Linked DNA regions of Mus musculus: all the other regions are linked to region 1. The links are chromatin contacts, called in public ChIA-PET, Hi-C, Micro-C and promoter capture Hi-C maps. All regions are on one chromosome and are shown on one strand. Each heading gives the region's core, a stretch centred on a gene start, on an enhancer-like site or on the middle of the called end of the contact. The rest is flanking DNA. Distances are from core to core; before and after follow the strand shown.

The links. Promoter capture Hi-C pulls out the DNA fragments that hold promoters and counts their contacts. A called contact is a pair of places that touch in the nucleus more often than the background predicts. ChIA-PET counts read pairs in DNA pulled down with a chosen protein or histone mark. Capture Hi-C pulls out chosen DNA fragments and counts their contacts.
Region 2: a contact with region 1 is called in a Hi-C map of muscle stem cells, with 1.9 times the contacts expected there. The contact joins the promoter of 2900005J15Rik here to the promoter of Rheb in region 1. A contact is called at or near these places in 8 of 39 promoter capture datasets (the C10 cell line, the HPC-7 cell line, hippocampal neurons and 3 more), 7 of 484 Hi-C or Micro-C datasets (CD8 T cells, embryonic stem cells, muscle stem cells and 1 more), 4 of 115 datasets of contacts at active chromatin or transcription factors (embryonic stem cells, memory CD8 T cells and microglia) and 3 of 9 other capture datasets (adipose tissue, embryonic stem cells and liver).
Region 3: an RNA polymerase II ChIA-PET map of memory CD8 T cells shows a contact between it and region 1, with 18 read pairs. The contact joins the promoter of Abcb8 here to the promoter of Rheb in region 1. A contact is called at or near these places in 2 of 39 promoter capture datasets (the C10 cell line and pre-B cells), 1 of 484 Hi-C or Micro-C datasets (CD4 T cells), 4 of 115 datasets of contacts at active chromatin or transcription factors (bone marrow-derived macrophages, memory CD8 T cells, pancreatic cancer cells and 1 more) and 2 of 9 other capture datasets (adipose tissue and liver).
Region 4: a promoter capture Hi-C map of 3T3-L1-derived adipocytes shows a contact between it and region 1, with 2.7 times the contacts expected there. The contact joins the promoter of Galntl5 here to the promoter of Rheb in region 1. A contact is called at or near these places in 6 of 39 promoter capture datasets (3T3-L1-derived adipocytes, the C10 cell line, cranial neural crest and 3 more).
Region 5: a promoter capture Hi-C map of liver shows a contact between it and region 1, with 2.4 times the contacts expected there. The contact joins the promoter of Slc4a2 here to the promoter of Rheb in region 1. A contact is called at or near these places in 2 of 39 promoter capture datasets (erythroid cells and neutrophils), 2 of 484 Hi-C or Micro-C datasets (B cells and CD8 T cells), 2 of 115 datasets of contacts at active chromatin or transcription factors (the 230-238 cell line and memory CD8 T cells) and 2 of 9 other capture datasets (adipose tissue and liver).
Region 6: a Micro-C map of embryonic stem cells shows a contact between it and region 1, with 2.4 times the contacts expected there. The contact joins the promoter of Gbx1 here to the promoter of Rheb in region 1. A contact is called at or near these places in 1 of 484 Hi-C or Micro-C datasets (embryonic stem cells) and 1 of 9 other capture datasets (adipose tissue).

What each region holds. Positions count from the first base shown.
Region 1 is chr5:24,840,977-24,844,041 of GRCm38.p6, forward strand. Rheb (Ras homolog enriched in brain) reads right to left here and starts at 1,385. Exons shown (of 8, transcript NM_053075.3): 1 at 1,209-1,385. The coding sequence starts at 1,260.
Region 2 is chr5:25,099,406-25,102,426 of GRCm38.p6, forward strand. It overlaps 2900005J15Rik (RIKEN cDNA 2900005J15 gene), which reads left to right and starts at 1,570. Exons shown (of 1, transcript NR_027851.1): 1 at 1,570-3,021. It overlaps Prkag2 (protein kinase, AMP-activated, gamma 2 non-catalytic subunit), which reads right to left and starts at 1,237. Exons shown (of 16, transcript NM_145401.2): 1 at 606-1,237. The coding sequence starts at 719. It overlaps Gm42232 (a long non-coding RNA gene), which reads right to left and starts at 598. Exons shown (of 2, transcript XR_880887.2): 1 at 448-598.
Region 3 is chr5:24,392,346-24,395,490 of GRCm38.p6, forward strand. It overlaps Abcb8 (ATP-binding cassette, sub-family B (MDR/TAP), member 8), which reads left to right and starts at 1,811. Exons shown (of 16, transcript NM_029020.3): 1 at 1,811-2,238. The coding sequence starts at 2,144.
Region 4 is chr5:25,179,931-25,183,166 of GRCm38.p6, forward strand. Galntl5 (UDP-N-acetyl-alpha-D-galactosamine:polypeptide N-acetylgalactosaminyltransferase-like 5) reads left to right here and starts at 1,550. Exons shown (of 9, transcript NM_026449.3): 1 at 1,550-1,714.
Region 5 is chr5:24,423,910-24,427,130 of GRCm38.p6, forward strand. It overlaps Slc4a2 (solute carrier family 4 (anion exchanger), member 2), which reads left to right and starts at 1,323. Exons shown (of 23, transcript NM_009207.3): 1 at 1,323-1,526.
Region 6 is chr5:24,525,506-24,528,582 of GRCm38.p6, forward strand. It overlaps Gbx1 (gastrulation brain homeobox 1), which reads right to left and starts at 1,343. Exons shown (of 2, transcript NM_015739.2): 1 at 606-1,343. The coding sequence starts at 1,311.

The sequences.
Region 1 (3,065 bases), core at 135-2,634:
TAAAGCAGTCACCTACTCTTTCCTACTATGAACACCTCAGCACTGCACTATGCACGTGTCACCTTTCCACTCTAGGCACTCCCATCTGTCACACTGTCTCCGATCTTCCATTCCCTTCCTAAGGAGTTTCTCCAGTTCTTGAGGAGAGAAGGTGAAAAGTAAGCAGGCCCTGACTGATCTTGGTCAAAGAGCACAGAGCCGGGCACCAGCAGTGGAAAGCAGGGTGAGAACGCAGAATGAACCGCCTAGCAGGAGCCCATCCAGTGGGGAAGGTGTTCTACTGCCAGACTCTCCACTCCTCAGTGGTCCCTGTCAAACGCACATTTTCTGGAGACAGTTACATCTTTCAAACAGCACTAAAGATGAACGTGACAGTCCCCTGTTCCGGTCGGTCAAAAACAATAAAGCCTCACCCTGCAGCGTGGTTAAGTTCAAATGTCCTGTATCACACGATGGACTGAATACTACTGTCTGGACACCGCGTTCCCTCCCCACCCCACCCAGGACCACCTCTATTCGGCAAAAAGGTGATTACTAGGAACAACTTTAAATGTATGTCAATCGCTTGGTGGTGGTGTTAGGAAAACAAACGGGCTTTTGAATTACTTTAACAGCCTGGTTCCAAGTGCCTGGCCTTGTTTCTCCTCAAAGGGGAAAAGAAAAATAGGACACATTAGAGACGTCTTTCTCCTCTTCCCTGTGCTGGCTGCCAGATGCTACCTAGCTGGCCTGTGAGGGGTCCAGTCTAGGTTTCTTGGAGGCGGAAAACTTGGTAGCCAAACGTCTTGAAGTTTCCCTGTTTTCTTTAAAAGGCTTAACTTCTTTGCAGATGGAAAGGTCACAAGGAGAGGTTTCCTTTGTTGAAATGCCCGGGGCTTGTGGGATTGGGGAAACGGGTGGGGACAGACCGTGCTTAGAGAAGGCGGGACAGATGCGGGGATCCGACTAGGCTGCTCCGGGCCGCAAGACTCCCGGGCAGTGGCCCGCGGCTCCTACGCCGAGGGAAGGACGCGGCCGCCTCGGCCTGCCGCCCCGCCACCTGTCCGCCGCGCCTGGGGACAGGGGAAGGCGCCGCCGCCTCCACTCAAAATGGAGGTTATGAAACGCGCGCCGCCCGCCCGCCCGCCACATGGCCGCGCCGCCACAAACTTCGCAGGCGCGTCCGCGTCCTGGGGCTCAGCCCCGACATCGCCCGGGCCGCCACTCACCCACAGACCGGTAGCCCAGGATGGCGATCTTCCGGGACTTGGACTGAGGCATCTTGGTGGCCTGCTCAGCCCCGACCCAACCACATTAACCGCGGCGGCGGCGGCTCCTCCGGCTCAGACTATCGGCGGCGGCTGCGCCGGGAGAACGCGGCATACAGAGCACGGCGGCGGGCGCGGCTGCCTCTCGCTCGCTCGCTCGCTCGCTCCTTCTCTAGCTCGCTCAACCGCCCGGAACCGAACGCGCGGGCCCTCCCCCAACAACACACCCACGTGACCGCGCGCGGCCCCGTCTGCGCCGCCTCCCGCCGCCGCCTCCCAGCCCGGAACGCGCGGGGGAGCGTCGGGGAAACGTTTTACTTTAAAGGGAAAAAGCGGAGACGCCCCAAAGCCCCCGGAAAAGTCACGACCGAAACTCGCTGCGTCATGACCCTCCCACCTACTTCCGCCGCTTTTTAATTACGACAATCCTGCCCGAGCTCTGACTGGACGGCTCCCAGACTGCCGCGCGATGACGCAATGGAAACTCCGTCTTCTATTGGGGATTGGAAGGGTGGAGCCAAGGAGAGGTGCCGCTCAGCGGGGAGCTAAAAATAAATTCTGTCTGCTTTTGCTCGGCGGGGCGCCTGCGTGGTCCAAAAGCGTGGCCCTACCGGCGGGTGGGCGGGCGGGCAGGCAACTCCTCAGTGATTGGCTAATGTGGGTGCGGGGGCGGAACCAGAGGCGTGAAGCACGGTGATTGGTGAAGTGCTGAGCCGTTGGCCGACTTGCGCCTGCCGGCCCTTAAAAGGAGCGAGGCGCGTGGCCCTAGCTGACGGACTGTAGGTTGGCTGACACCTCGCTTCGCACTTGTCTATACTTCAAATTACCGTCCTGCTATGTTAGCTTTAGTCTGGGCTTAACGTGGGTGGTGACTAAGCTTTATTCGTGGCTGAGGAACTGTGGGAAGAATGAAATCTGTGCAGCTCGCAAATGTCAGAAATTCCATTAAAAGCAGCGCGAGCTGACCAGTCCTGGTGCCGACTCGGGCAACACGCCGGGTGGCACGCACCTCGCACAGACAGGCGCGCGCGTGGGAGTCCTGCAGCCAGATCAGTGCGTCTTTTCATACTGAACACTCGAGAGGTTATTTCTGGAGAAACGTGAAAGTCAGCCATTGTCAAAAACGCCGAGGAAAAGGAGGAGGCTTAGCTGTCTGGTGTGGGCGGGCCATGCCTGAAAAGGGAAGGCTGTCATATTTTCTACAACAGTCGTACAGGCAGAAAGCTCTTGTTTCCAGAGAACTAGAGGAGTTGAGATATCCTCATATTGAAGAACAGGGTGGAAAGCTAGACCCTAGGCCTAGTTCATCGAAGTCCAAACTAAAGGCTAGGCCTGGAAATAAAGGTGCCAAGAGAGAACAGCACACTTGTCCTTAATTTTTTGCCCTTCACAATAGACTTATTTTTATAGGGTCTCACGTAGTCCAGGCTGGCCTGGAATTCTTAGAGATCCACCTGTCACTGCCTCCGAGGTGCTGGGATTAAGTGCTGTTCTGCTACCTTGATCTTTCAATTCTCTTTTCTCTGTCCAAATGCTAGGATTACCGACTTCCAAACCATGTTTATTCGGTGCTTGGGATTGGACCCAAGATGAACTCAAGTTCTCAGAGAACTGAGCCATAACTGCCTTCCCCTTTGAACTATCTTAAGTATTTTAAAACAGACTCAGGTTAAACGTATATTCAGCAGATGCCCCAATCCACCAGTGTTCTTGAGCTCGTAGCACTTTAGTCCGTGGTAATGTAGCTAGCATAAGGTTACCTTGCAGTGGGGTGGGAGGTTCAGCAAGTTGCATCAACCAGTAAAACCACTTGCTACA
Region 2 (3,021 bases), core at 320-2,819, 260 kb after region 1:
AGCCCTGTATAGTAAGCCGAGAAAACCTCAAGCCCCCAAATTCCACGAGGCACAAAATATTCCTGGAGTCAAACCACGGGAATCACTGCAAAGGGCTCCAGCCGCGACTCACATGCATCCTGAAATTGGTGTGGAGGGAGAGCTATTTGGGGGTGCTGCCTCACCGTGGCACCCCGCGATATTCCCACCCACCACTCCTTTCCTCAGTCCCCGGTGGCGGCGGCGGCTCCTCAACTCACGCTTCCCCGCACTTCACAAGAGGTCCTTTTCAACAAAACAACACAACTCACCACCCCCCTCCCCAGCACCCGCACCGGCCCGATCCAGGGCTACGCCCAGTCCGCCACCAGGCTTTGCGCACCCGGGAGCGCGCTTCTCGTACTCGCTTCCCAGCAGACACCCTTGCCTCTGTCCTAGACAATCCCATAGCTCCACTATAGTACGGACCAAGATCCAATCTCGGGCTCTGCGGCCCAGCTTGGGCCCTGCCCCTCCCCCTCCCCAGCCTCCCGAAGGGACAGGAGGGACAGGACGGCGCGCGCAGAGTGTCCCTTGTTAACCGCCTAGGCGCCGCGGGAGTCTGGAGCTCCAGGGATGGGACTCACCGGAATGTGCACTCGCAGTGACCGCCTCTTCAGGCTAGGGTTCTTTTTGCCACTGCTCCCGCCCGGGCTGGAAACCTCTTTCTTCTTCTTGGTGTCCATGGCTGCGCTTCCCATAACTTTAGCTAGAAGTTAATTCCGGTGCCTCGTCCCCGGGGTTCGGTCCCCTCGCTGCCTCCCAGGACTGCTGCCGTTACACTGGAGCCACGCGCTTTTTATGACTGTCCTCCCACCCTGAAAACACCTCGTGGGGACTTCCGCGGGGAGGGCGGGTGGCGCAGGTAACACGCGGGGCTCCACCCGAGGGGCTGGCAGTCCGCGGAATGCCGGGTTGGAGCGTCCTCTTTCTCCTACGGAATCATTGGGTGCAGAGTCTCGGCCCGTGCTACTTTTGGTTACGCGTGGCAGAAGTCTTGTGCTGGGTGATAAAGTTTTCCTCCTTCTGCAAAGCGAAGCAACATTTTCCACCTCTCGGCTCCTCCCACAAATTCCCAGAGGTAGTCGGCCAGGCAGGTGCAATTAACAACAGCAATTTGGAAAACAGCCTTCTCGTGTCTGTGCCTCGATGGAAACGGTGGCCAGAGACACTTGGTAGAGAAATGCATAACCCTGGGCCGCACAATAAAGCGACAGGGAGCCTGGGACCCGGAGGGCCTCCTCTTTGGGCGAGAGGGAGGGCAGAGGGGGAAGAGGAGGTGCAAAGGCGAAGACTCGTCGCAATTGGGCTGGCGCGTGGCCGCAGGAATAAACTGTGGCGGCGGCTGGCTGGGTTCTGCGGGCCGAAGGGCGCGCCCCAGCCCCTAGGGGAGAATAGGGCAGGGCGCCCGCCCCGGGCGGCCTCTGAGCCGCGGCCCCCGGGACCCGGGGAACTGTGGGGGCCGGGTCTGGCACCAACGTAGGCTCTGGGAGCGCTGGGCGGTGGCAGGCGGCGCGCGCGTTGAACAGGAAGTGCGCGGCGTGCGGCGCCACTGTCCCACTCCACGCGGCCCACGCTGCCCCCGGGTGGTCGCCGTGCACTCTCTGTCTCAAGGTAGGCCAGCTCCGGACTCGCCAGGAGCTGATTCTGATCCATCTGGTTTTGCTGTGTCTCTGTTTAGGTCCAGCCCCCGGAAACACACACCCGCAGCCCGACCACGCCACGATTGAAGCCCCGGGTCAAAGTGGTTCGGGTGACCGCACTCGCTTCTCGCAACGCCGCCCCCCTGCGGCGTAGGGAACCCCATCCTGTCCAGAGCGGCCTGTGGCGTGGTGAGTGCAGGCTTTTCTCCACAACTTGGTTCTTTTCAGATTCATCAAAGATTGCGCAACAAACCTTGATCTTTGGCAAAGGCGCTCTGGTCTCAGTAAATGCTGAAGTCCTAAAACCACGAGAGGAAATGGGTGCGTCGGAGCCTGAAACCAGGGCGAACACGCCACGTGCTCCCGGATCTTCAGAGCCACTGGCTGCAGATCTGGTACTGCGGGCTGCTCAGGGCCCTGGTGTTCCTCCCAGGCAGCAGGACCTTGGCTTCTGGTCTGAGTGAGGGGCGTGCTTCCTCTCCTGCTCAGAATTGAATACCGGCTGACCCCAGTGATCACTCCAGCTCTTTGAAGCTAACATCAGCCCACCTGCTCCCTGTAAACAGTAATACACGGACAGTACCTATAGCATAAACGTGATAGGGGTTCCTTTGACGAAGACATGACACGGGTAAGGAGATGGCCTTTACTCCTCTTCCTGCTCTCCCACCGTAGAGGATGTGGTTACCACTTTAAGACCATGATTTAGTAAAGGACCTGTCTGTCCCATGAGAAACCCATTGCTGGGTCCAGCAATCCCCTGGATTTCCACGGTACCAGCCAAGTTCCTGCAAATTAGGTAAAACCCTACAGCTGGGGGGAAGGGGGCGATCCTTGGTTCATCAGGTAAGTTTGTATACATCCTGCTACCACACTTTCAAAACAAGAATGAAGTACACCTCCTCCCCAGAGCCCCCAACCAGTATCCCTAAGCAGCTTCTGGAGAGTCCTCTGAAGGTTCTAACCCGGTGTCGGTGTCGTCACCCTCCTCCCCAGCCTGGCTCCTCACTAAAGGACTCCCAGGACCCCAAAAGACATCATTCTACTGAGGGTTCAGACTGCTTCTTAGAAGCAGAAGTGAGAGGTTTGGAGGGACGCAATACCAACGTCCAAGGAGGCTACCCTCAGCCACTAAAAAAAGAAAAGAAAAAATCACTCCAGGTTTGTCAAGTGTTCTCTCTCTGTAGGTTGGAATGTTCATCTCTTCATGATGGTGTGCCAGGATGCATAAATGGTACCATGTGATGAGAAAGAAGTGGCTTTGAAAGAAGCAGCCATCAGAAGAGACCAAGAAGACAGAGGAAAGGACTCTGAGGGGAACGTACATGCTCCTTCTATCACCACCTTTCCCTTGGGGTGT
Region 3 (3,145 bases), core at 561-3,060, 450 kb before region 1:
TCACACCTGTGGGCACCAGTCAGTAGAGAATGATTTAAGGCCACATGCCCAAACAGGAGGTGCATTCAGATTTCCCAGCACTTAGGAGGAGACAGAGTAGCGGGATCAGGAGACTGAAGCTGTTCTGGGCAACATCTGACCCTATCTTAAAAAAAAAAAAAAAAAAAAAAAGCTGTATATTTTCTTTCTCTGAATGAAAGAGGGCAGACTTTGTGGTTAGCCAGGAGAAAACAAGGAGTAAAAGGAAGGAGTGCTAGCCATCCTAGATTGGAGCTTAAGGAAAAAAGGCTGGTTCCTTGAGAGTTCCACTGTATCTTCCTTATCCTCTTGAACCCTGATGTACTCTCCTCCAGTCCTGACCTGGTGTCGGGGCCTCCTGAGACACGTCAGCGCAGGAAGGCAGGGGCCTTGAGAGGATAATTTGGGTGTGTGGGGATGGACTGGCTCAGTTGAGTTCTTTGTTGTTGCCTCACCCGGGAGGAGGAGGCCCAGGTGGCTGGTCTGATGGCTTGCCCAACGCCATTCCCAAGGCCATGAGTCACCAACTGCCCTACTGAAGCCCATGCCTGAGATATTGACTTATGGAGCAGGTGTCAGGGCCTCCAGCGATCAAGCCAGTATCTCAGAGGCGGAGAGGAAAACTGTGCTTCCTAGAGCATTTCCTGGAGGAGCGTGGAGGACATCCATGGAACATCCCACAGGTTTATCCCAGACTGCCTGATTTTCTTATATAACAAGAGTTCATGACTCCCATACTTTTGTGTCTAGGTAAGGTGCAAAGCTATGCTTTGTGGCAAAATGGAATCCCAAGGAAGTGGGCGTGGGGGGGTACCCCGGTGGCAGGAAATTCCCATGATCTTTCTGAGACCTCTAGAGAGAGAGAGGTTAAGTGTGGCTTTAGCTGGTACCTCCCTCTGACATTACTCACATATAGTATATACTTGCTTAAGACTACCTCTACACACATCCTTATCTCCTCAGCCCCAAACTCAAGCAAATTCTGGCTCATTGCTCTGTCTAGTTTCACTCTGCTCATTCCAGAGCATGACTTTGCGACCCTCAGCTCAAGAAAAATTGAGTCCCGGAAGCACCACCAATAAATGACAATGATACTAGTAACATAACAATGTTCAAATGTCCAGATGGATTACCAGAGAGTAAATGTGAGCTAGAAACAGCACCCCCTGGTGGACAGTGGACAATAGCGTGCCTTTCTCGCGTGGAGGGGAACGGGTATGAGTCAGAGCCACTCCCACCAAGAAACCACAGCCCAGTGGAGGAGTTAAAACAAAAATAATAATTACACAGAAGGCATAGTGACTCAAGCCTCTAATCCCAACACTGGGAAGGAAGGATGGTGAGTTCAAGACAAGCCTGGGCTATAAAGAGAGTCTCAGGCTAGTCAGAGCTATGTAGCAGGTCTTGGGGGTACTTTGGGAGACAATTATAGCAAGAATAAGCTTAGCCCAACTGCTGCAAGAGCTATTCACTTTTGAGCTGGAACCTTAGGCCAGTGATTCAGACCCAAATGAAGAAGGAACCTAAAGGTTAGCTCTTAGGTTGCACTTTGATTAACTTCATGACCTACATACTAATAATTCACGATAACTGTGAGTAGCAGGATCACATAGGGAGATTAGAGACTCAAGTGGTGGCACGTTACGTGCATGTATGTTTTTGTTTGGTTTGGGTTGAGGGGTGTGTGTGTGTGTGTGTGTGTGTGTGTGTCTGTGTGTAGTTTTTTTTTTTAACTCTCAGGTCTGTTTTCACATATTCCTTCTCACGAAACCACCACTTCCTGTGATGCCAGGGAGCATAGAGATTGTCTGGAACAACTCTAGAGAAAGGGCTCAAGGTCAGAAGCGCCAGGACGTCCTCTAATGTGAGAATGAACGTCGCACAACCTCTGACCCGCACCTGACTTCAGGCCACTGAGCAAATAGCTAGAGCTGCTTCTGCTCGGTCCCGCCTACAGCCAACATTTTATCCAATCACAGCTTGCAGCAAGACTGATGTGTCTTTTCTCCAATCATCGCTGAGAATGGGAAGGGGTTGTCGGGATGGGGCCATAGCGAACATGGAACCCTCGGTAGGATAAGTGTGAGATTGCCGTTGCTGGCTGCCCCTATCTTATTGCCTCAACATGTTGGTGCACTTATTTCGGTTCGGAATCCGGGGTGGCCCAGTTCCAGGATGGTCGCTACAATCCCTGCGCTTCCAGACGTTCTCTGCCGCCAGGTAAAAACACAAGAGCAACTTGGAGTGTGGGCCATTGACCACCGTCCGACATCGCGCGGGGCCCGCCGGGATATGTAGTTCCGGGCTCGCGCGGGGCTTGCTGGGAGATGTAGGCTGTCTCGGAGGGTGTGGAATGTCACTGTCCAGGGAATTGGCCTCAATTATTCATGATGCTGTGTGGTGCCAGCAGGAGGCTCCGCAGGTCTGTATCCACTTGCGGTCAGGACTCAGCCACACCCAGTCACCACTGCCCACTAAGGGGCGCCACTCACAGCTCGCATTCGCTCTCTGGTAATCCACCTGGAGATCTGTAATTGGTGTCCATAGACATTTACTATTGATAGTGCTTCAGGATTAGCTGAAATAGTTCTAAATAATCAAAAGCGATACCTGAGCTGGCGAGATGATTTAGCAGTTAAAGGCACTTGCTACCAAGCCTGAAGACGTGGATTCTACTTGAAAACTCATGGTAGGAGGTATGCAGTTTCGGCAAATTATAATTATCCTCTTACTTCCACTATCCCAAACCCACTAAATAGATAAACACATACGTGCATTTAAAAAAAAATTTTAAAGTAGGTCCTAGCTAGAATCTACTGTGAATTCAAGGCCAGGCTGGTCTATAGAGAGCTCCAGGTCAGCCCAACTATACAGTGAAATCTCAACAGCATCCACGTTAAGCCCGAGAGTTGCTAGGAATTTGAAGCCAGCACGGACTACATAGTGAGTTCTGAGTGAACAAAACAAATAGGAATTTGATTCTTAGAGCTAGATGTATCGTCAGGAACCGAGCCTAGTACCCTTTACTCAAGAAGGTGAGTCTAAATCCAGTATACAGCCGAATGTATTCTATACATTCTAAGTTCAAGGCCCACCTGGAAAACTTTGTAAGATCCTGTGTCAAATA
Region 4 (3,236 bases), core at 300-2,799, 340 kb after region 1:
TGAATATACCTACGTCTCTGCTTCTGAGGGTGAGTTTAATGGCACATGAGTTTTTCTCAACATAAAATCCCATCTATTACCCTTGACCTAGTTAAGAGCCTTGCCCTTTCTCGGAAAGACTTTACTTATTAAACCAAACCGTAACCTAGGACTTAACTCTGAGAATCTTTGAAGTGTGAAACCCTTTAGAGAGCAGCCCATGAGTATCCAGATGCCCTGGCCCCACACAGTACCTAGTGCCTGTCTCACCCTCTGGCTGTTCTCAGTGTAGATCAGTTTGGCACCTTCTTCAGTGTCATAGCAATAGCATCATGCACCCTGCATCTTGCTTCTGTGTCTGAGGTGTCCTGCTATCACATGCATGCCCACAGCCCCATCCATTCCCACTGTGGTGCTGGGATGGAGCACAGGGCTCCATGCTTGTTAGACAGGCACTATACCAGCTGTACCACACCCACAGCCCTGTCCATTCCACTCTGCATGGGCTTTTGCATTATATATATATATATATATATATATATATTTGCATAGATATTGAGAAAATGGTTGGTTTGTTAGTTTGTTTTGTGTTTGTTTTCATTGCCAGGGATCAAACTCAGAGTCTTATGTGCTAGGAAAATTTATGTGAGTGTGTGTGTGTGTGTGTGTGTGTGTGTGTGTGTGTGTGTAGGCAGAGATAGCTACACATGTACATGTATGTATATATGAAGATTGGTGTGTGGCGTCCTCCCTTACTGGTCTTTTTTTTGTTTTGTTTTTGAGGCAAGGCCTCTCACTGAACCTGCTAGCAAGTTCCAGGGCTTCTCCTGTCTCTGCCTTCCCCAGGCTAGGGTCTCAGGTGTGCATTGCCATGAATGGCTTTTATGTGATGCTAGGGTTCCAAACTCAGACCTTTATGCTGTGTGGCAAGGAGTTTCCCAAATAAGCCATCTCCCCCGCCCATTCAAACATAGTCTGCATTAATACCATTGATAAATGAAATAGAAGTGCTTCCTATCTAGCTTGTGCAGATGAGCATCCAAATTTATGCTAGGAGTTGTCCAGACCTTCATGCTCTAGAGAAGGGTCTAGAAGAGCCCCAGCGCACCACTGCCTCTATTGAGCTGATACAGGGGTGTGGTGGTTCCAAGCCTCTGGGGGGAGGGGTCCAACCTCCTCTTACTCTCACAGAAGGGCTCTCTCAAGTCTTGGCTGATCTTGTGTACTGCCATCTAAATGCTGAGCAATGGATCAGAAAGGAAAAGTTAAAGGCTGCATTCAGGCAGCCTTTGGTCTCATATTTCAGTTTCTTGAGGTATTCTGACAGCTGTTTTGTAATCTCATTTCACAAGAGCTAAACATTAGGCCAAGCCTGCATACCCTGGGTTTTGACCTTGACTCTCATGAGACTTTCTGTTTCCTTAGCTGAGGAGGAATGACATTCAGACAGTAGTTATGATAGGCCCCTTTGGGTTCTAGCTTCCTGGATTCTAACTGCTTGCTAGACTTCCAGACAGAGGCCTCTGTGGGCCAACAGTGCCTTGTGTGATGTCACTGGGCTCTGAGAGCCAGCCTGTGGTGGCCTGCTGAACACTCTGTTGCTGTAAGGCAACCCAGCATGATCTAGTACCACCTAGAAAATTACATCTTTTCATCACTCACAGACCTGATTCCACTTATGACTCTGGTTGTCAAATAACTTTAAAAGCTGCCAGAAAGGCAGCCTCATTGACAGGTAAGGAGCTAGGCCAGAGTTAGAGACTCAGGAAGTCCAGGCATCTAGACCAGTGCAAGCAGTGGTCTGCTGGACATTGGCTGATGTGGACTCTGCCGAGCAGCACGGAGACTGATTTACCACAAGAAAAGGCTGGCTATGCCTCACTTCTGGAAGACATAAGATACTGTGTAGGCTCCAGTTCCTGAAAGGGGACTCTGTGACATACTTGTGTGAGCTCTTTATAGTTACTTAAAACTCAATGGAGGGAAGGCCTTTGAAGAGTGAGGTTACAGGTCCCATCTGAAGAGCAGTGTTGGGAAGATAAAGCATTGCAAAATGTTGTTTTCAGAAAAATCAGTGGTGGCATGGATCAGAAGCAAGGTCATGCTCTCCTGACGCTAATGTGGGGAGGATGTGTGCCCGCACAGATCTTCACACCGATGACTTAATCACATCATACTTTTACATTTTTTAAAATTTATTTTTAAAGGAGTGAGAGTTTATTTTAGCTTACAACTTGAGGGGATAGATTTCATAGTGATGGGGAAAGCACAGAAGCACTGTGGCAGGAGAGGGAGGTGGCTGATCACATGGTGTTCACAGCCAGGAAGTAGTGAATTCTGGTGCTCAGGGCTTTCTCCTCTCCATTCACCTGGGACCCCAGGCCACGGAATGCATCACCCATATTTAATGCGGATGTTTCCACCTCAATTAACCTAATTTGAATTATGTAGATTTACTGAGAGTCTCTCTCTCTCCAGTGATCCTAGATCCTGTAGAGTTGACAACATTAACCATTACAGGAACGGGGACTCTGACAAGGCCCCTTTAATAAGATATACTGATAGTCAGGCAGCTAATTCCAGCACCAAGGAGACAGAGGCAGGCAGATCTCTTGAGTTCTAGGCCAGCCTGGTCTACAAAAATGAGTTTCAGGACAGCCAGGGCTACACACACACAAAAATCAATTAATAAAAAAAAATCCATAAAGTATGCTAACAAGGCATTTTATACTCATAGGTTAGGGAAAGTTTCACTACACTCACCCACACCCACGCCCAACATACTTGCACATATGCACACATACAGGCACACACATGTGTGTGTGCACACACACACATGCACACCTTTGACAGTTTCGTGTATTACACTGAATTTTAGTTATTCTCACTCCCATCACCCGCTCTCATCCGCCCCTCCTGCCGGAAACCCTTATTCTTTGTAAAAGTCCCTGTCCTCCTCGCAAATCTATTCTCTGTGTGTCACCCACTGAATTCAACTACAGCTGCTTGAGTGCGCTAGAGTGGGAGCCACCTTTGTTTCTTGAGACAAGGCTCACTGAGCCTGCAGCTCACTGGCTGGGTAGACTAGCTGACAAGCTCCAGAGATCCTTCTGTCTTCAACTCTCCAGGACTATAGTATTACAAGTGTATGCACCCCCCCTCTTCCTTCCTTCCTCCCATCTTTCTTTTCTTTGTCTATTTTTTAAAGATTCATTTAGTTTATGTATATGAGTACACTGTAGCTGTCTTCAGACACA
Region 5 (3,221 bases), core at 73-2,572, 420 kb before region 1:
GTGGGGTGCTCTCTGCTTGAAGTTTGCGTTTGACGGCCTAGATCCCGAGCGCTGTTGGCCCGGCTCTGACCTGGTTGGGTGTTTTGAGTCACCAGCGACCTCCTGACAGCTTCAGCACTAGTTTTCACCTCTCCTAGGCCACCTGGTGACCCCAGGACTGATTGGGGAATGATTCTGAGCGATGTCTTACTGCTGATGACCTCACAGGGACCAGCTGACCACAGGGCTGGGCAGCGAGACAGGTGTGCCCCGTTAGAGTCTGGATTTGAGTGGAAGGACACACGCCAGAGTCCCCTCTTTCTGCTGGGCCCATTTTATCGTCTCGAAACCCACCGGACTCCAGCGGCTCCACTTTGACATGCCGAGGCCAGCTGACTGGAGCCTGGGTGTCCCCCAGATCCCAGTCTTCAGAGCAGGCCCACTGGAGTCAGCCAGGGTGTGGCCCACGAAGACTGGCAGGTCAGTTACTTCCCTCAACAGACAAGACCACAGACAGTTGCTACACTTGGAGCAAGCAGCCTTTACCTCATCCTATAAAGGAGTTGATTATAGATTTTCTTGCACTACTCTCTAATTGTCTCATGATTGCATTCTTGAGGGCTGTGAACCGGGCGAAAATGGCCCCAAACAGCATTCCTCAGCGCGGAACCAGAGTAGGCGCTAACCGTTTGTCAATTAACTCACTTAAATCTGAGTGCTTTTGCATAAACAATATTGTGATTTACCCACGTGGCAGACTGAAGACGCATAAAGTGTATTCTTTATCTGAAATAATTGATAACTTAGTTGAGAAAACATGATGACACGCAAGGGTCTTTCAAATAGAGGTGTCAGCTATGAATAGGTTTCCATTTAGCCCGGAGGTAGTTCTAGCGAAAGGGAGGAATCTTCAACAAGTTGTCTTGTTTTCCATCAGTTCAGGGTCTTGGCCACCCAACCCCACCCACTCATTACTCCACATTCGCCTGCCACCCGTTCTCTCAAGCAGACACCGGGGCTTTCTTGGTGTTTCAGTGGTGTTATTTGGGCGGGGGCTCTGCAGAACCTTAACGTCAAAAAATCTGTAGTTCGACTCCCTGCATCTCAATTTCCTGGCCTACTCCACGCCCTCGATCCCCAACGTAAAGCTGGCTTCTTTCCTCACAGAGGTGGCTCACTAAAGCTAAGAGAAGGCGAGCCCGGAGCTTCGCCGCGGGTGGCGGGGGGGGGGGAACAGCCGGAAGGCCGCGCCGGCGGTGTCGGCGGTGTCGGGCTGTGCCTGGGAGCGCGCCCCCGCCGCGGAGGCTCAGCGTCCGCTTTCCGCCTCTCAGCTAGCCGCGCCGGGGGCGCGCACGGCGCGCTGCGGGGGGCGCGCACGCTGGAGGCTGGCCTGCCCGCAGCGCGGGGGAAAGTTGAGTTGGGAGAAGTTGGGAGCGGCGGGGGCGCGCCCCGGGGTGGGCACCGGGAAATCGTCGGGAGCGCGCGAGGGTTCCGGAGGATCAGGGGAGACCCGGAGACCCCCGGGACACGAAATCTAGAGCTAGCGGGTAAGCAGTTAGGTGGCGGAGAGGGAGGGTGAGGGCCGCGGAGGGGGGGGGGGGACTGGAGACTCGGGCGCCGAGGGAGTGGAACTGGAGGAAAGGGCGGGGACTGGGGCGCAGGGAGCGAGGTTTTAGGGAGAAGGATGGGGAGGCGAGTGGGAGTACGGGTCGGAAGCGAGATTCCGTGGTCCGCCTCTTAAGAGTTACCTAAAGCCAAGGTGCCGCGCCCCCTGTCACCAGGAGCGGGTAGTCTCAGGGAGCTACTGCCTTCAGCTCGCTCTCCCACTCCCGTGAGGGTTCCAGACGACCCTGTGCCCCAGAAACTCGCCACTTTGTGGGTTGCCTGGGACCGCAACTCCTCGGATCTCGGGATTGAGAGATGGAGCCATGAAAAGGGTTGGCGGGTCAGGTCAGGACAAGAGGTCAGACAGAAGGGGGAGCAGCTGGGTGAGGGTGGGAAGGACAAGCCTGAAGTTTGAGTCCTAGGGGACTGCCTTCTCTTCTGTAGGGAACTCCTTGCTTGGGTGTGGAGGGAGCGCTGCTTCAAATCTGGGTCCGTTTTATCAAACTCTCTCCGCCCCCCACCAGCCCCACAGCCAAGAGCTGTGGAATGTACGAATTCACTTGGGGAATGGTTAATGCTCGAGTGGGGGTCCGGACTGCTAATCCCTTGGGCTGGGGGAGAGACACTAATCCTTCGGGCCCGTCGGGGCTGGTCCGGGGAATGTGCCCCCACTAGGATTATCGGTACCGATGCTCTGGACAGAGGCTGCTTTGTATTCTACGACAGCAGGGAGGGGGGCATGGGTAGAGGGAGGAGGGCTTGGTGGTGAAACACACTGAGGGCAAAGCCTGGAGGTGGGAGTGAGCACCTGCAGGTGGTGAACACAGATTCCCTATACCCCCCTAGACCAGGTCCCCTCCCTCACACCTCTCCCCCACACTGACAGGCCCTGGCTGAAGGCCTGCTTAGGGGGGAGGTGGAAAGAGCAGTCAGCTGAGTTGGAGTTCTTGCCAGGAATGTGTGGCCCAGACTCCCCACCCTGGGCTGATCCCCCCAGACCTCTGTTATTTGACCCCATCTCATTGCCAAGGTAGCCATAAATCAGGCAACCACACATCGGCAGCACACCTGAGCAGCTTAGCATTGTTACCTTTAGAGAGCATTGGGTGTGCCCTCAGTGTGCATGGGCACCCCAGTTTGCACTGGTTGGGTTCCCTCTACCCCCATCACAGCTCACAACCTACAGTCATCGTCAGGAGGGCTGTCCTGCCGTCCTGCCACTCAGATTTTCCTGGCCCAGGGCTAGGGAGGGAAGGAATAGAGAGACTGCCCCCTCAGGGTTTCTGTGCCCACCCCCTTGACGATGTCACGTGCCCCTCCCCCATTATAAGCTCGCTGTCCAGCTTCTCCGTTCTTCCTACTGAGTGAGTGGAGCTGGGTTCCTGTTCTGCACTGGGGAGGCTGTTTCTGTCTTATGTCTAGGGTGGTAGTCCTGCTGGCCTGCCTGCCTTTGGGGAGCACCCCCTCCGTACTTGCAGGCCCTCTGCTCTCCCTTTTGGGTTCTCTCCAAAGTTCTTTCTAGTCCTCCTTTCTGTTTGGGAAGCCAGCGCCCAGGCCTCCACACCCCTCTTGCTCTGTGGGGTGTCTCACTCCCTACCACACCCCTTTCTGCTCTCAGGCTCACCTCCAGGGGCCCT
Region 6 (3,077 bases), core at 93-2,592, 320 kb before region 1:
TCCCGGGGAGAGCTCAGGGCTCTTAAATGATGGCTCAGCTGAATCTTAGCAGGATTCTCAACTCCCAAGTCTTTATGCCACACCCAGTTCTGCCAGCCTTTAGCATTTCCAGTCCTGGCCAGCCCTGGTCCAGCACCCTCCCTGGTTCTCCAGTTTTGAGAGCGACCTCTGCTAAGGTGAAGGAAGCCACAGGCTCACCAGGCCCTGCATCCAGAAAGCCCATTCCCATCGTTGAGTGTTGAGGGGTCGATTCAGACCGTGTCCCCACATACTAAGCTGACAGTTACCCTAACATGCTGTCACCCTAGGGTCCTGCTGAGGCCCTCAAGAATACAACCTTTGAGAGGAGAAAAAACGAAGGGATTCTGAAAAAGAGATGGGGCGAGGTTTGTGGACTATAATGCCTTGAGAAACGTACTGCCGGTGAGACTTCAGGCGCTCCGGGGCAAGAGCAGGGCTTTGGGACCTGGAGATGTCCACTACTGAACACCGCGTACGATCTGGAGTCCGGCACTCCAGGGCTCCAAGCAGATGGCGGGAGTTTTGGACCGGTCTCGGATCTGGGACTTCCTGACGGTCAAACCCGTGTCGGTCCCAGCACTTACCCGGTAGACTCGGGAAAGTCTCAGAGAAGTGCGGAGGCGGGGGCGGCGGAGGTTCAGTCACTTTCTCGCGCGCGGGCAGCAGCTCCTCAGCGTCCAGCGCTCCGTCAGTGCGCCGGGCCGCGGGCTCCGGGTTGCTTCGCGAGGCGGTGGAGGCGGCGGCGGCGGCGAGCTCCGGGGGCCCGTAGTAGGCGTCCGGGGGCTCTGCGAAGCTGGGCAGCGCAGTGGTCAGCGCCACCATCGAGGGCACCGCCTGGCCCAGCCCCGCGCAGAAGGTATTGCTCAGGCGGCCGGCGAACGAGGCGAGCGGGGCGAGCGGCGGCAGGCCGGCGGGCAGCGGCGCGGGGGCCAGCGCCTGCGGCAACACGAGCGGCCGGTAGGGCATGAACATGGGGTAGCCGGTGTAGAGCAGGTGGCCCGAGCGCGGCGGCGGCGGCCCGATGAGCGAGTCGATGGAGAAGGCGGCGCCGGGGCCGCCGCTGCTCCCGCCGCTGCCCCCGGGGGCGCCGCCGCCTGCCGCTCTCTGCATGGCGCTGCCCGGGCCCCGCCGTGCGCCCCGCGCGGACACGCAGGGCTCGCTGCGGGCGCGCGGGCCGAGGTGGCGGCGGGGCGCGGGCTCGGCGCAGTGTGGCTCCGGCGCCGCGCTCTCTCGCTCATAAGGAGGGAGGGGGCGGGCGGGCGGGTTGGGGGTGTCGCCCTCCGGACTCATCCATCTTCCTCAAATTACGCTTCACTTGCTCCCTCCGCCCGCCGCCGCTCCCGGCTCCCGCGCCCCGCGCCCCGCGCCTTTTCAGTGGCCCGGCCGGCCCGGGACCCCGCCCGCCCCCCGCGGCCCAACCAACTATTATTAATGCAGATTGATGAGGCCGGACCCGCGGCTTTGTGAAAGTTTGCGGCGGGCGAGGAGGCGGCGGCGGCAGCTGGCTAGGTCCTCTCCCCGCGCCCGGACGTGCTCCCGGCTCAGCCCACGCGGCCCGGGCTCGGCGCGGCTCGAAGGGCGAGAGGAGCGCGGCAGGGCGGGGCGGGGGTGCGCAGGACGCCAGGAGCGACTCGGGGCGCACCGAGTGGCGATCCCTAGGAGCCCCGATGCGGCGCGGGGCAGCAGGGGGCGCGCTCTCCGCCCAGGGCCCCGTGCGCGCCCGGGGCCACTCGTGGGCGACCGCTTTCCTACTGTCTTCCCAGTGCCTTCGCACTCTCTGCCTGGGACTCGGTTCTCTAAGCTCTGGCTCTCGCTCCCTCTCCCTCATTTCTCCTCCATCTCCAACTTCTCGCTTATGCGGGAATTCCTGGGTGCCCACACAGGGCCAAGTACTTACCCTTCCCCCTCCTTCACCTTTCCCCATCCACCTCTCTCCCACCCTTTCCATTCTTTTTCTTCCTCTCACTTTCCTCTCTTTTAGCCGCCTTTAAAATTCCTATTCCTCTCTTTTTGATTCTCTATCCCAGTCTATTTTCTCATTCCCTGCTCTCTCTCTCTCTCTCTCTCTCTCTCTCTCTCTCTCTCTCTCTCTCTCTCTCTCTCTCTCTCTCTCTCTCTCTCTCCCCATTAATTTCCCTGATTGGCTCCCTGGCTCCAGCGCGTCTGATGAGCCCTATTCATTCTCGGGCCTGACACTCTCGACCTGCCCTGGCTGATTGCTGGGGGCTGGCCCTAGGAGCGCTGATGAGCCCCAAGGGTCAGCAGCGCTAATTATCTGCTAATTGCAGATGACTCTGCTCACCTCCCCCATTCCGCCTTGACTGTCCCCCTCCTCTGATTCCCAGCAACAGACTTGTCGTTCTAGAGGCAAAAGTCATTGGCTTTTGGCTGCATAAGCACCTCAGGTCAGAGAGTGAGAACAAGACAAGCAAGAAGAGAGGCTCAAAGTTGCAAATGGAGAGCAAGCCTGTCCAGCAAAAGTGCAGCCTTTGGACTAGGGAACTATTCAGGTGCGGTCAGGAAGAGCCTCACAGTCTAAAGGAGCAATAGCAAAGCCAGACAAATTCAACAGGATGTAGTTTAGGCGTGCGAGTGGTCCTATTTAGATATAGAGGAAAACCTACTGAGCTCCCAAAGAGGACAGAGCTGGGCTGAAGGGACTGCTGGGTCTCTGACATTTGTCCCAAGCAGAAGTATTTTATTAGCTAATGAGCAGAGCTATTGTCACAGTGATGTCAGCAGGGTAGCACTAAGGCAGGATTAAGTAAGATAAGGCTTGAACTGGTTTTGTGGTAACTCTTGCTGATATTCAGAAGCAGGAAGATCAGAAATTTAAGGTCATCTTCAGCTACCTAGGGAGTTCTAGGCCAGTCTGAACCTGGGACCAGGCCACCCTGGGGTACACAGTGAGACCCTCTGAATGGGAGGAGAGGAGGGAGGTCTTGCTTTCTGAATTCATCAGAGAAGTGAAAAGAAGATGGTGTCAAGGCTGCACAGTCCTGATATGCTTTGGACTCTACATTCTCCCAATGAACACAGAGACAGGCTGGGGAGAT